3 separate regions of the Mus musculus genome follow, and regions 1 and 2 are each linked to region 3. The links are chromatin contacts, called in public Micro-C and promoter capture Hi-C maps. All regions are on one chromosome and are shown on one strand. The core of a region is the stretch at or near the end of the contact, and the rest is flanking DNA. Distances in the headings are between cores, read along the strand shown. Region 1 holds the start of Aff1 (AF4/FMR2 family, member 1). Region 2 holds the start of A730035I17Rik (RIKEN cDNA A730035I17 gene). Region 3 holds the start of Gpat3 (glycerol-3-phosphate acyltransferase 3).

Region 1 (4,893 bases), core at 1,568-4,067, 2.9 Mb before region 3:
TCGCCCATATGTATGTATCCTGCCTGCCTGCCTGCCTGATGTCGATGGAGACCAGAATGGTCACTGGATCTCCTGGAACTGGAGTTACAGGTGGTTGTGAGCTGCATGTAGGCACTGGGAACAGAACTCTGGTCCTCTTTAAGAGCAGGAAGTGCTCTTAACCGCTATGGTTAAAACAGTGAGCTCTGAATCTCTAAGTCCAATGAGCCTGACCATTCAAATGAACTGTCACAAGAGCAAACCAATCTGTCCTCCATAAGACACGTGCCAATAGTTTTATATCACAAAGAATGCTTCAGTTTCTCCTGAGTGCTTGGACTACACTCAAGGCAAAATTGAAGGGATGATTGCAACAGGGTAGATACTCAGCACTAGGGCTAAGAAAACACCAGGAAGGCAACCGTGATGGCCGTGTGGTTTTGTTTCTAGTGCCAGAGCTTGTGAGCCAGCCAGGAAAGCACAGCAGGGTCTTTGCTGCTGAGCTGAGCAGCCACGCTGATGACTTAGATTAAACATGCTGCACCAGAGCAAACTTAGCTGCAATCACTTTCGGGCTCTTCCTCTGAAGTTCTGCAGCTGGCACAGCAGAGGCAACAAGAAGCAGGAAGTGCTACACTGTAGAGACTACAGGGGTCCATCTGGGGTCAGGCAGGTTGCACCTGTGTGACCTTGAGCACGAAACCTGTGTGACCCGGCTAGGCCTCAGTTTCCTTAACTACCAAGGGCAAATAATCAAGCACTTGCTTGTCTGCTTAGGTGACCAAGAGGTAATCCAATTACAGCAGCCTACTGCTGTGTCTGGCATACACAGGACCCAGTTTATCTTTTATTTCATTTTACGTTCGACGTTAGTTTAAGAGTCAAGGAATTGGAACAATAGAACCAAGGTTCAAATCCCCATGCTCTGGCAGCTTTAACTATTTTATAAGAGGTACCTTAATCTCGGGCTGTATGCCAAGGGATCCTGAGGCAGCGTGATACATAAGGATACTTTCACAAGTAAATTATGTAATACAAAGGAAACAAATGATCTAGAAGAGTATCTACTAAAATACACCATTGACAAGGTAAGGACATAATAGTTTGGTTTGGTGGTGTTGAGACTGTTTCTCTGTGTAACAAACAACAGCTCTGGCTGTCCTGGAACTCTCCTTGTAGACCAGGCTTTCCCCAGAACTCACAGAGATCGCCCTGCCTCTGCCTTCTGAATGCTGGGATTAAAAGGTGAGCAAGGCTTTCCCCAGAACTCAGAGATCCTCCTGCCTCTGCCTTCTGAGTGCTGGGATTAAAGGCAAGTGCTGGGATTAAAGGCATGGGCAACCATATCCAGCTATAACATATTTTAATTACTAGCCATGAACGACAAACAGTTCCTTAATTTCAAGCAAATGGGAAACGTTAGAGATTGAAGACATCTGCAGTCACTGTAATATGAAAATCTACAGGTTCTGTTTGTGCTAAAAGCTAACGGTTGCTTTTTAGTTAAGATTTAGCAGAAGTTTGAGGTGCAACTTCTGTTCCCCTACTCCTCTGTCCCGTTAGGAACCCCTTCCTTCCAACACTCAATAAGATGAAGACACAACTAAGCCAAGTTGAGAGGATTAAACTTGTTTTTAAAGTAAGACACACTTAGAAGGTTTTCTGTTTAGAGAAGTTCCTTCTAGGAAGTTTTATCTCTTAGAAAAATTCAAGTTCTATCTACTCAGTCTCTAACGTTTACAAATCTACTGTTCTCCATGATCTTTAGACCTAAAATTACTAAAATTACCTCAGCTCAGCGTCCAGATATGTTACCAAATCACTATCCTAAATCAAGTATTAAGGCTAAAGAACATTTCCATAATTGTAAACTTGTGCAATCACACTGCCTTCTGGCATAAGTTTTGAAAAGGTTCGACGGGTCCTGTTTTCCGTAACCAACAGCTGTAGAGACCGAAGCGCGATGACACCCAACAGCCTCAATCTTGGGCACCGGTGTACGGCCAAGTTTTAAGGCTCCTTTCAAAACCTTCAAACCCGGGAGAAGGCAAGACTCGGTCCTTGCAGTACAGGGCACTCCCCTGACAGCAACTGCGGGTCATTAGCCAGGCTCCCCTTCACCAACCCAGCGCATTCCGGCCTTTGCCTACTCAGCAGATTCACTCTGACTGTGCCGTTTTATGTGGAATCGTACATTCTAGCAGGAAAAAAAAAAAAAAAAAAAAAAAAAAAAAAAAAAAACTATATTACTCACCAGGCTCCACCACTCTCTCGTGGGAGAATCCTCGTTTCCATTAAGTGCGCTTCCAAATTTCTTTGGAAGACGCCAAACCAGCAACGAGTAGAGCCGGAGGATTGTGCACAGGCACCTCAGTGAAAATCCAGGCTCCGGCAGGAGAGAAACCAACTTCACTTTCCGAAAATAACAGTTCTTCGGGCCAGAAGCGGAATCTTTAACCTTAACTTTCCGGGCGGTCCCTTTGCACTCGGTTCACACACTTTTCTACCCGACACTCAGGGATGAGATAGCAGTGATCCAGCCGCTGGCTTCCTGCGGTCCCCGCCCCCCCCCCCCGGCACTCCCACCCGCGCCGCCCTTGCCCCGGGCTCCGCGGCCACTCCCGGGTCCCAGACGCCCCCTGCGCAAGCCTCACCTGGAATGGGCTGCCATGGCTCGGCTCACACTGCCTGGCGTCCCAAATCCATCTGCGCGCTCGCCCCGCAGGCTCTCTCGCCCGCGCCGCTCTCAGCGTCGGCCGCAGCCGTCGGCGATACTGCCCCGCAGACTCTGCGCTCTCGGCAGCCGCGTCCTCAGCTCTGTGTCCTCAGCACCGCCTCCGCCCCCCGGAGCCTCGGCTCGCGCCGAGCCTGACGGACATCCGGGCACCGGGGGCAGCCGGGCGAGCCGCACCTCCCTGGAGCCCAGGGAGCGGCGATGCCCGCCGCCCCGGGGCACTGTCGGGTCACCAGAGACCAAGGGGTGCGTCCGCACCGCCCGCTGCGGGGTCCCGGCTCCCAGTTCGCCCGCACTTCGGGGGCGATGTGCGCGGCGCTGGGCTCCCCTCGAGGTGCCCGAGCTCGCCGGGACCCCCCCGCAGGCGCCGCGGTGGTACGGCCCGCCTCCTTTTAAGGGCAGCGCGCACCTCCGCCGCCGCCGCTGCCCCCAATTCGGCTGTGTTCAAACGCGCGCTACAGAGATCCCCGCGCTCGGGCTGGGACCTCAGGGTCCTGCTGCCGTGGGGATGTGCTGGGAGTGGGAGCATCGGATCACTGCCTTCGCTGCTTCTGGCCGCTGCTGCGGGGCTTGCCATCGGAAACATCAGGGATCGGCTAGCAACCCTTCTTCAACTTTGCTTTCAGTTTTGAAAGTGCCCAGAAACAAGTGTTTATACGACTTCCCTCTTCGAGGCAACATGCGATTACACAGAAGACAGCCATTCAGGGAAGTCCCCTAATAAATTAAAAGAATTGCTTCCCCTCCACCCCACCCCACCCCACCCCCCGCAAACAAAAACCATGATGCAAACCAACGTAAACGCTCGAAAGCACAATCGAAAATTGCGTCAACTCAGACACAGGAAAGACACCAGGCTTTGCCTGGGAAGCGGCTGAAAACAACGATGGGCAGAAAGGCAGGGAGAAGACTTAACAGGGGCATCCCGGAGGACCAGCCTGCTGCTGGAAGGACACTTTCTTGGTGCGCTCCGGGTTCGACCCGGGACTCACCACATTATATTGCTCATGTAACTGATTGCCCAGTTTCTAAATACCGCAAGTTTCCAGATTCCGGTAGTCCCTCTCAGAGGTCAGAACTACTTACATAAGAACACAAGACAAAGCTTGTCTTTCACTCCCCTGGCTTTAGCTCTGATGGTGGAGAACGACTGACGCCTTCGCAGGAATGAAGGCTGTGGTGGCAAGTGAGACAAGTTGCCAGACACTGCTTTCTCCACCACCTACAGTAGTAGTTTGGAGAACTCGTGTACTTTAGGAATGCCCTTGATGAACTAACTAGTCCTTTGAATTTTGACTCTGAAATGCGGGGTTTTTCCCTCTGTCTCTATGTCAGTCTCTCTGTCTCTCCTCCCTCCCTCCTCCTCCTTGTGACAAACGGGAAGTGCACAGAAAGCACTGTTCTGTTCTAAGCTCACAAGCACAGCACCAGTCCTGAAGATGAGTGTGAAGTGACTGGAGAGAGAAACCAACCAGAAACTAGCTGGTTTTTCATAGACCATGTCTCCTAGAGATAACAATTCGCACGCTTCTGACTTGGGCATCTGGCAAGTCTCTCTTCTAGGAAAACAACTTTCAGTGTTTATTGCAAAGATAAGGTTTTACCTTCAGAGCTATAGGGGAAGCTTGCTACAGGTGAGACAGTTTCCCATACTGTCAGACCAAGGTGAGAGGGAAGGACTCACTGCTTGACTTAAGGAGCAATGGGTTCCAAATGACAATATGTGATGCTACAAAAACATGCCTGAGGGCTGGAGAGAGGGCTCATCTGCTCTTCCAGAGGTCCCAGAGTCACTTTCTAGGTTCCACATTAAGTAGCATCCATGTTCCCTTAGCTGTCTTTAACTCCAGTCCCAAGGGATCAGAAGCCTTCTTCTGTTTTCAGGAATCAGGCACACATGTGGCATATAGATATACATAGACACAGAACACCCATACACATGCAAATAAGTAAATAAAAATTCAGGGGGCTGGAGAGATAGCTCAGGAGTTAAGAGCACTGACTGCTCTTCCAGAGGTCCTGAGTTCAATTTCCAGCAACCACATGGTGGCTCACAACCATCCGTAATGGGATCTGATGCCCTCTTCTGGTGTGTCTGAAGGCAACACCAACGTACTCATATAAAATAAATAAATCTTAAAAAAAAAAAATCTAGGGGGCTGGAGAGATGGCTCAGTGGG
Region 2 (4,743 bases), core at 3-2,502, 2.7 Mb after region 3:
CCCCCTGGAAACTTAAACCGAATGGCGCCCCCCTTTTTATCCATTTTGTTTATTTTTGTAAGAACACAGCTGTCATCAGGAAATGCAGAACGCATCTCCTCTTCCTCCATTACTTTATATCTAAAATAAACTTTGTCCTTACATATAATTATTACATCTAAACCATAAGTGCTTAATAATTTAAGTAGAAACGTATGACAAATGCATCAATATGTTGCAATATATGACATTTTTTTAAAAATGTACTTTTGTTTTTGGGAAAGTGAAAATTCGTGCATTCAAAAGAAAACCCCGCTCAAACAACCCACCCAATCCAAAATCCACCATCCTGTGCATCGTGTGCGTGCGTCCGTGTGTGCGTTCGTGCGTGCGTGTGTGTGTGTGTGTGTGTGTGTGTGTGTGTGTGTGTGTGTGAAATTAAACATTTGGATGATGAGGCTCCTGGCGAGGGGAGGGACCTGTGTGTGCACGTGTTTGGTTGCAGTGTTTGGGGGCATAAGGTAGTGGTGGATGTCATCCTCGCGTGTCTGCTCCTGCAGGTGGCTTGACTGTGCGTGCACACGCGTGGAAAGCCGGAGTCTTTTACGCAACAATTAATTATGCGAGGTCATGTGCCGGGACAGGTGGTGACGCTCCCTGAAGGACTCGTTGCAAATGGGGCACTTGAGTTTCTCCTCCCGCCGCCGCTTCACCAGGGGCTCCATGGCATACTCCTTTTTGTGGTGAGACCGCATATGGTACACCAGGTCGGAGGTCATGCGGAAGGAGGCGTTGCATTTGGCGCACCAGTTCTGCGCGGGCAGACACAGCGAAGTGAAGGAGGGCGGCAGCAGGGTGAGCGCGGAGGGCAGTTGCAGCTGCAGGGGCCCGGCGGCGGCCGCCGCCGCCGCTGCCGCCGCAGCCGAGCTCTTGGGCCAGAAGGCGGTGGCGTAGAGGAAGGGGCTCTGCTTGGGCAAGCCACCGCCACCGCCGCTCGCCAGGGGCCCGCAGGCTCCGTTCAGGTCCGCTGCCCCCTGCAGCTTCACAGCCAGCGGATCGGCGGCGGCCGGGTAGAGTCTGGTGGGACCCACGCCGTCTCCCGGGTGACACGGCTCGAGAGCGCCCAGCTTCTGGCCGAGGACCAACGGGGACAGCTGCGAGAAGGAGCGCGCGGGCTGCGAGAAGGCGCTCTTCCGCTCGTCCGATGCGGCCGTTTGGCCGCCCCCCGAGCCCCCCGCAGTCCCCGCGGTCCCCGCGCCGCCACCGCCGCCCAGCTGCGACACCGAGGTGAAGGCGCTGCCGCGCGCGGGGCTCCCGCCCTCCAGCCGTCCGGGCAGAGAGCCTCCGGGACGCGGAGCCAGCAACTTCTCGGGGGCCCCAGGCGACCCCGCCGCGGGGGTGGACGAGCCGTTGCTGCCGCCGCCGGCGACACCGCCTCCCGCGTCGGGGTCCTCGGCCGTGCCCCCTGCGCCGTCTGTCGCCGCCGCCTCCTCCTGCAAGCCCACCGCGCGGCCCGCCTTCTTCACCTCCACGAAGGCGCTGCGCTTCGCCTCGCCAGTCTCCGGGCTGGGCGGCGCGAAGAGCCGGCCGTTCTCCTCCAGGCCGAAGTAGCTGCCGGCGGCGCGGTACTGCTGCGGCGTGCACACCAACTCCTCCTTGGAGGTCGCCAGCGGCCTCTCGGAGAAGCGCGCACGGCCGCCCGCCAGCCCCGCGCCGCCGCCCTCCGCCGCCGCCTCCTCTGGGAACCGCCTCTTGCCTTTGCAGCCGCCGGTGGCGACGCCGTCGGGACTCAGCTCCGCCTCCTGGTGGCCGCTGCCGCCACTGCCGACGCCCGGGGCCGCTACGCAACTGCTGCTTCCCCGGGAGTTTTCCAGTTCCCGAGCCAAGTTGTGGAAGTCCGTGGACGGCTTGGCGCTGCCGGCACCCGCGGAGCCCGGCGGGTTGCTCGCCTCCGGGGATGACGCGGGGTAGTGGTGTATGGGGCCGGCTTTGCAGAACTTGGGGCCCGGGATCAACGGCGCCTCCTGTTGCTGCTGCTGTTGCTGCTGCTGTTGCTCTTTACCACCGCCGCCGCCGCCGTGGTCCTTAGTGCCCAAGCCGCCCCCTTGCTCGTCTTGGGGATTCGCATCAGTGCTGTGAAGTCTCTTGGGGCAGCGGAATCGCAGATGTGCCACATAGGGGAACTCAAACTGGAAACGTTGGCTGCATTCCAGGCATGTGTAAGGAGACGACCCTGCTTAGTGAGCAAACACACACACACACACACACACACACACACACACACACACACACACACACACCCCACATGGTTAGTTAGCATCGCCCCTAGGCCACTTAGCCATCCTCCCCATAACAAATCCACTTTATCTTTCTGGGCTGAGTGCCCAAAAAAATGAATACACTATCCTATTTGGTGCAACTTACTTTCTTGATTTGTGCATTTACTAAGTCAAACGCTCCCCAACTTTTCCTTCCCCTTCTGTCCTAGTTCCATTCGGGACAACACCTCAGAAGCTTCGTCCACCCTATGATGTGCAAGGTGAGCCCAGGCACCCGAGCCAACCTACCGTTCATTTTGTGAGCTCTAGACGGGCAGAGCAAGAGCAATTCAGTCAGTTCTTTCCCGTACCAAACTAGTAACTCTTCATCTTTGGCAATCCTGCGGAGAGAGCGGTAGAACAGCTGTCCATTTTTTATATAAGCTTCGAGATTCTGTTCTTCCTTATCTCGGGCTGATTGGACCAGCCGCAGCCACATGAGACCTTCTGAGGAACCATTTGCCGCCGAAGTGTCTACCTACAGTATTTAAGAAAGACAAGAAGAGAGGGATCCACGTGAAAGACGGCAACCAGAGAAACCAGAGATATTTCATCTGTCTGGCTTTTGTTCTTTCCAAACAATTATCTGAAACCAAGTTTGCAAAAGTTGACCAAAGTCGAACTGCATCCCTGCATTTGTGGTCAATGGGCACAGTGGCCATCCTTTGCAATATTGGGTCAGTCTTACAGAGTAGCCTCTTTAGAATCTCCCTTTCAGTTACCTCACATGACAAAAGGAGAGGAAATTTCCCGTGTTTCAGAAGTAAAAGGCAAGTTCGGGTCTTAGTAATTATTCTATGGCACTCACGCCCATCTTCCTAACTGACATGAAGGACTAACAGCTTTACTTCATGATGAAAGACTAGGAACTCTGGGGTGGGGAAACTGGGAGTAACATTTAGCATGTAAATAAATAAAATAATTAATAAAAAAAGAACTACTAGGAAGAAAGAGGCCTGTTACAAACACAAACGTGGATTATAGATGCTTTGCTGCCAAAACAATTAACGTTTTAATTTAAATACAAACTCTGAACACTAGCTAATGTTAACTAAAGAAAGCAATAATCAGGCGATGGGGAGACCTCCCAGGTTACAAAATAAATATACTCAATACTTGTAAAAGTTCTCTCAAGGACTACTTAATATGTAAATAGCCCCAGTACTAACAAGGTCTCCTTAGCAATTTAGGAAGCCCTAATCTAGGGAACCCAGAACTAGAGTACCGATTCAGGCAACCTTGGCATTGTCTTTTTCTTTTTCTCAGTAAAATCACTTGATGATTTGAATCTAGTTTTTCTTTTCTAATTTTTGTTGTGTTCGCTCTGCTCTGACTGCTCAGATGATTACATTGTCCTTAGGATGTCTCCTTCCTCACTCCCAACAGGAAATTACCCTCAGACACCTCCATCACACTTGCTGAGACTCACCCGGAAGATGTAAGGTACTGTTCTCTTGTCCGTGGACTTGAGGGCTACGAAGGCTATGCTGTCATACAGGGAAGTATGGCTCAGTACACAGGGACCGAATATGGCGTTCTCTGGGATGTCGCAGGTTGTATATACACTGGTAAAAATGTCTGTCAGACACTGTTGGACAGCCTTGGCATCTCCATCCCAGATGCCTCTCTGGATGCCTGAATCCTCCATCACTGGAGACAGATACCCAGGACGAGAAGAGAGTTGTTATTGCCTTTTCTGCTACGAACCTCGGCAGAGCGTTTCCGCTACCAGACATATTTTCTTTGCACTTGCCGGCTTTTTTACATAGCTCCTACTTTAAAAATAAAGCCGATCAATCTGTCATGCTTTAAAGATGCCAACTTCGAAGTATTATTCCTTCCTTTTAAATAACTGGAACAGGAAGCATGGGAGCACACTTCCTGCTTGAGAAAAAGAAAATAGAGAGCCGGTGAAGACTGGAGCAGGCTGTGTCTATGCTACCTCGGGATTTATAGAGTGGGGCATTGGGGCGAAGGTAGGGCTTTTGTAGGTTTGTTTGCTTTAAAACCAGCATATGCAAAATTTCTGACTGCATAACTCCCCCCCCAAAAAAAAAACCCGCACTTTTAATCTTTGGGGGACAGTCCTGTCCTATGTACTAAGCCCAGTGTCTCATTGTGATTTCTTCTTTTCTTCTAACAAGGGGAGCAGCCTTAGCTAGCAGGCGGGGACCACGGAGCATGGCGAATGGATTTCAAGTGGAGTGTCAGGGCCACTAATTCTATGTCAGCTAACCTTTCTTTGCAGCCTACAAGAAGGGACGCATGTCTGCTCATTACCATAATCCAGCACTGTCCCTCTGAGGCTTTAATTAAAAGCAGCAAGCAGAGGTAATTATTTTTTCTCGACATGCTTATTTATGGATGAGGTTGAATCCCAGTTACCTTGTTATACAAGAGGGTGGATTGAGTCGCCTGTGGCCCATGAAGCGAGCAGGTATAGGGC
Region 3 (4,446 bases), core at 1,579-4,078:
TGTGGAGAGAAATAGAGATCTTCTCTGACGTTGGTTTCTGCTCTGGATGGAAAACGCTTGGGGCCCGGACAAACAAACTCAAAAGCCAGAACCTGGATGGGCAATCATCTCATCAAATACAGTAATTTGACGACCGAGAACAACTGGGTGGTGACGCCCTCCTTGGAGATTAAAGCGAGGCAGTAATGAGCACCTGGAAGCCAGCATGTGCCTGTGATTCCCCTTATCTGGTTCTCCAAAGGACACTGCTGCCCAAGAAACCAGCTAGGTCATTTCAGGAGGCAGTGCTGAAGAGGATCACTGCTGTATGTGGAGTTAGCATTCTGAAGAACGGCCAGTAGGGAGGAAACTAAAATCCGCAGCATAGTGTGACTACAACACTGTGTAATGGCAATAAGAAGAGAGAAGAGAAAAAAAAAAAGTTAAAACCTTGAAGGCTAGCTAACAAGGTGGCACACATCACTCAGTGCTTGGGAACCTGAAGCAGCAAGAGCCAAGTTCAAGGCCAGCAAGTGTGAGCTAAGAAGTGAGATGCCATTTTGGAAGAGAGAGTGGGGCAGATAAAAGAATCTAACCATTTTAAGGACTCACAAAGTGGCCAGCAAAGAGAAAGTCCAGCAAAGGCCTAAGGGAAAGCATTAGCAAGCAGCAGAGGTAGAGATGTGCATCTAGGAGCCACTCCAGTGCTAAAAGCAAGGGACAGAGCCAAGTCCTACGGGAGGGCAGAAAGTACAGGTCAAAAAAGTGCACAGCTACAGATGGTAATAAAGAATCAGGAGAAACCGAAGGCAGCAGAATCTAAGCAATCGTACCCCGTCATTTAATCATAAAGACACAAGGCACCCACCATGCACGAGTGCCCTCCTACGGACTCAATGCACTGATGTGTTCGCACTCCTAAAAACTACGTGGAAAGCTAAGTCTGACGGTCCCACTCTGTAACACCAGAAAACAGAAGGTGGATTGTCAAGAACTTCAAAGCCAGCCAGGGCACCAAGAGTGAGATCCTGTCTCAAAACCAAAACAAAATCTATATGCAAATAGGCATTGTTTCCCCTCTTTTGAGGGCGAATACTATAAGGTACAGGGATCAGATGACCTTGCTAGATCAGATACAGAGAAACAGGGATGAGATTTGGGTACCAAACCAATGCAAAGCTGTACAGCCTACAGAGCCTCTGCATTCACTGTTGTCACACTTAACTCAAGCAAACGTCTGAACTCCGATTCTCACATCACTTGCCTCCCGGCCTGGAGTGGCCTTCTAAATTTTACTAAAAAAGAGTGTATAAGCTTATGCTGATGTCGTCCCTCCTGTCCCTCCACTCAGTTGGATCTAACACCTTTGTCCTTGAAATCTGCAAACAAACCCAGGACCAGAAACCTTTGGGATAGTATTCCAGTGCACCTGATTAGATAAAAATCCCCGTGACTACATTAAAATAAAATCTGATTCTTCAGCCGGGCACTCGGGAGGCTCGGGAGGCAGAGAGGCAGGCAGATTTCTGAGTTCGAGACCAGCCTGGTCTACAGAGTGAGTTCCAGGACAACCAGGGCTACACAGAGAAACCCTGTCCAGAAAAACCAAAAAAAAAAAAAAAAAAAAAAAAAAAAAAAAAAAAAATCAGATTCTTCTCTGCCACCCAGCCATTTGGTGTCTTATATTGGGCACCAAGTGGAACAGGATGCCTCTGTAGTCACAAAAGGACCTCTGAAACCTGGGGCTGTAAAAACTCAAGAGTGAAGTGACAGCCCGAGAGGCATAGTGGGTAATAAACCTGCTGATACAGCAAACGGCTGTCCTGGGGTTAATCTAGTAAGAAAAAAAAAAAAAAAAAAAAAAAAATAGTAGTGAAGAAGAAATACAGATAGAGGGATTCTTGTGAGGTGGGCTACTGTTCTTGACTGGTATCAGGCTGTCTTTCTCACTACAGCAGACCAGAAACTGAAATATTCTCTCGGGTCCCCGTTCCATCTCCACCCCGACCTCCCACCACTGACTGACCCCCTTGCCCAAATTGCTTTCACAGTTCAAAGCTCAACCCCTGCCACTCCAAGATCCGAAGTCCTCAGAGCAGCGGGAGCTCCACATCCTTTCCTGCACTCACCTCCAAGGTTTTCACCAGGATCTTCATGTAGATCTCCGAGATACCCAGGGATAATCCGAAGGCCGAGGGTAAAAGGATGAGGCCGCCCACCAGCGTCAGCCAGGTGGACAGGAGCTTCACCGCCAGGTCTGCGCCCTCCATGTCTCAGCACGCCCTCAGGAAGAGGTCCCCAGGAAAGCCGAGAGCGGTAGGTGTCAGAGTCCCAGGCAGTCCAGCCGCAGTTCGGAAAACACAGCGTCCAGCCCGGAGCCGGGCTCTGAGGAGTCTTTGCCGCCCGCCTCGTTCCCTTCAGCTCTGCGGAGCGAAGAGGAAAGGGAAGGCGAGAACTCTCAGAACTACTGCGATCTCCTTGCTTCCTCCCCTTGGGTCCCGGTTGGCCCCGCAAGCTCACTCTCTACTGGAGGCCCAGGCCAAGCTGTAGCCACGGCAGCCGGCTCAGACCTGAGTGTCTCTGGCGAGAAGACCCAGCTGGGTGACCTACGGGACACCCTAGTGCAGTCAGAGTGCATGGAGGCAGCCAGGAACGCGCCCCACCCCGGGCCTGATTTCCTCCGGGTAACGATTGCGACAACCCCGCGGTGACTCACCGAGGCCCTCCGGCAGCGAGGATCCCCGCAGGTTCCCTGCACCTCGGCGTGGGCTGCGGGCTATGCGGGTAGCCAGTGGCTTTCGGGCGCCGGGCTCCCTTTTTCTACACTCTACCCTTGCCCCACCCCCATCGCCACCCAACAGGGAGCTCCGGGGCATGACCGCGTCTCCCGGGCGCTGCTGCCTAGAGAGCCGCCGCCCTCCGCCCCGCCCCCCCGCACTCCCAGCAAAGGTTCTTTCGGTAGCAGACTTTCCATCTTCACCCACAGAACGGACCGCTGACGTCCCCGATCGCTGCGGAAGATCTTGTTTGTGAGCCTGCAACACGACCTCCTGGGAAGGGCTTTCGGGAGGAGGAAACTACTGAACAAGGGTGAGGCAGTCGCGCACCGTGGCTCGTGGCTCTCTCTTACCTCCTTCCTAGCTGCAGTCAGGGAAAGAAAGCTCGCCCGCTTTCTCTCTCTCCACAAGTCGCCTTAGCCACTCTGCCACCACCTCTCTAGCCACAAAATAGACCCAGAAATTCCAAGCGGTTGTGTCGCAGAAGACTGGAATTCCAGCACTTACGCTCGGGAATCTGCGACTGGAGAATTCCGAGGAGATGGGTCTGGGCTGTTTTGAGTTCCAACAGTCAGCTTAAGACTAAATAGGTAGATCCTTTATAGACCTTGCTTTAAAAGGGCAGGCGGACCGGTGAGCGGGCGAGGGGGAGGGGAGGACAGGACACCCTAGAGGCTGTTTGTCACTCCCCTCCCTGGAGGAGATTCCAGTCTAAGCTTCCCTAGCATCCGCCTACACCGACTGCAGAAAACGCTGCGCAAATACTAACCTTCACCTAACTGGCTAAGAGTTTCTCAGGGGTCCACGTCCCACGCCGCTGTGATGAACGGCCTTACTAGAACGAAGAAGGGAAAATCCTGCACGCGTATTCCACTGCAGGACAACCAGTTTTAACAATAAGCGTGAGAAAAGATATTGAGAGCAGCAGTTTGCAAAGCGACTGACTAGGATCCAAACCATCACCGAGTCGGCCCTCAATTCTTAGAAGGACCAAACTCTTACTGTTGACAGTCGGGAGTCAGTTTGGGAGCTGGAAAAAGTGAGAGAGCTAGCAAAATGAACTGAAAGTATTTACAGCAAATATTGCAGAGAAAGCTGCCCTCACCTCCAGAAGGGGTGGAGGAAGAAGGAAGCCGGCCTTAAAGACTGTACAAGTTTGTTCTCTGAGCCTCCTGCCAGGTAGGTGTAAGACACTTTTCCCACTAAGAAGGGGGAAGGGGAGGACAATGAAGTTATGAAGGAAACGGAGCTTACTCTCAAAACAGCTTCTGGGGTCATTGAGGTGGCTCATCAACAAAGTTGCCTGATGCCAGTCAGCTAGGATGACCCGTCAATCTTTGGACACCACCACTACCCCCCCCCCCCCCCCCCGTATAAGGGGAGAACCAATTTATCTCCTGCCCACCTGTGCTCGGTGGCATGCCTCCCCACACACACAAAATAAATAAAACGTAACAAAAATTATTTTTTGAAAAGCATCTACCAGGCATTATGTGGAAAACCTGTAACCCCAGCGCTTAAGAAATAGAAACAAGAGGATCAGGAGTTCAAGTCCAGCATGGGCTTTCTTAGACACCATCTAAAAATCAAATAAACCTCTATGTATGTGCAGAAGGAAACTGGAAGCTGGCCAACATATCTCTGAGCGCATGTGTGGTTTATATAGTTAGGCCACAAGCTAGGGTTTATT

What was found. Promoter capture Hi-C pulls out the DNA fragments that hold promoters and counts their contacts. Hi-C and Micro-C count contacts between places; a contact is called where the count stands out from the background.
Region 1: a promoter capture Hi-C map of pre-B cells shows a contact between it and region 3, with 7 times the contacts expected there. The contact joins the promoter of Aff1 here to the promoter of Gpat3 in region 3. A contact is called at or near these places in 1 of 39 promoter capture datasets (pre-B cells) and 1 of 115 datasets of contacts at active chromatin or transcription factors (large pre-B cells).
Region 2: a Micro-C map of embryonic stem cells shows a contact between it and region 3, with 10 times the contacts expected there. The contact joins the promoter of A730035I17Rik here to the promoter of Gpat3 in region 3. A contact is called at or near these places in 1 of 39 promoter capture datasets (embryonic stem cells), 1 of 484 Hi-C or Micro-C datasets (embryonic stem cells) and 1 of 115 datasets of contacts at active chromatin or transcription factors (embryonic stem cells).

Annotation. Positions count from the first base shown.
Region 1 is chr5:103,752,086-103,756,978 of GRCm38.p6, reverse strand. Aff1 (AF4/FMR2 family, member 1) reads right to left here and starts at 2,817. Exons shown (of 20, transcript NM_133919.4): 1 at 2,634-2,817. The coding sequence starts at 2,650.
Region 2 is chr5:98,182,493-98,187,235 of GRCm38.p6, reverse strand. It overlaps A730035I17Rik (RIKEN cDNA A730035I17 gene), which reads left to right and starts at 1,252. Exons shown (of 3, transcript NR_153823.1): 1 at 1,252-2,192; 2 at 2,468-2,518; 3 at 3,684-4,118. Prdm8 (PR domain containing 8) reads right to left here. Exons shown (of 4, transcript NM_029947.2): 2 at 3,727-3,947; 3 at 2,547-2,775; 4 at 1-2,212. The coding sequence starts at 3,945. The coding sequence ends at 594.
Region 3 is chr5:100,844,611-100,849,056 of GRCm38.p6, reverse strand. Gpat3 (glycerol-3-phosphate acyltransferase 3) reads right to left here and starts at 2,828. Exons shown (of 13, transcript NM_172715.3): 1 at 2,696-2,828; 2 at 2,109-2,402. The coding sequence starts at 2,249. Gm46917 (a long non-coding RNA gene) reads right to left here and starts at 1,498. Exons shown (of 2, transcript XR_001784903.1): 1 at 848-1,498; 2 at 93-380. It also overlaps a transcript of Abraxas1 not described here.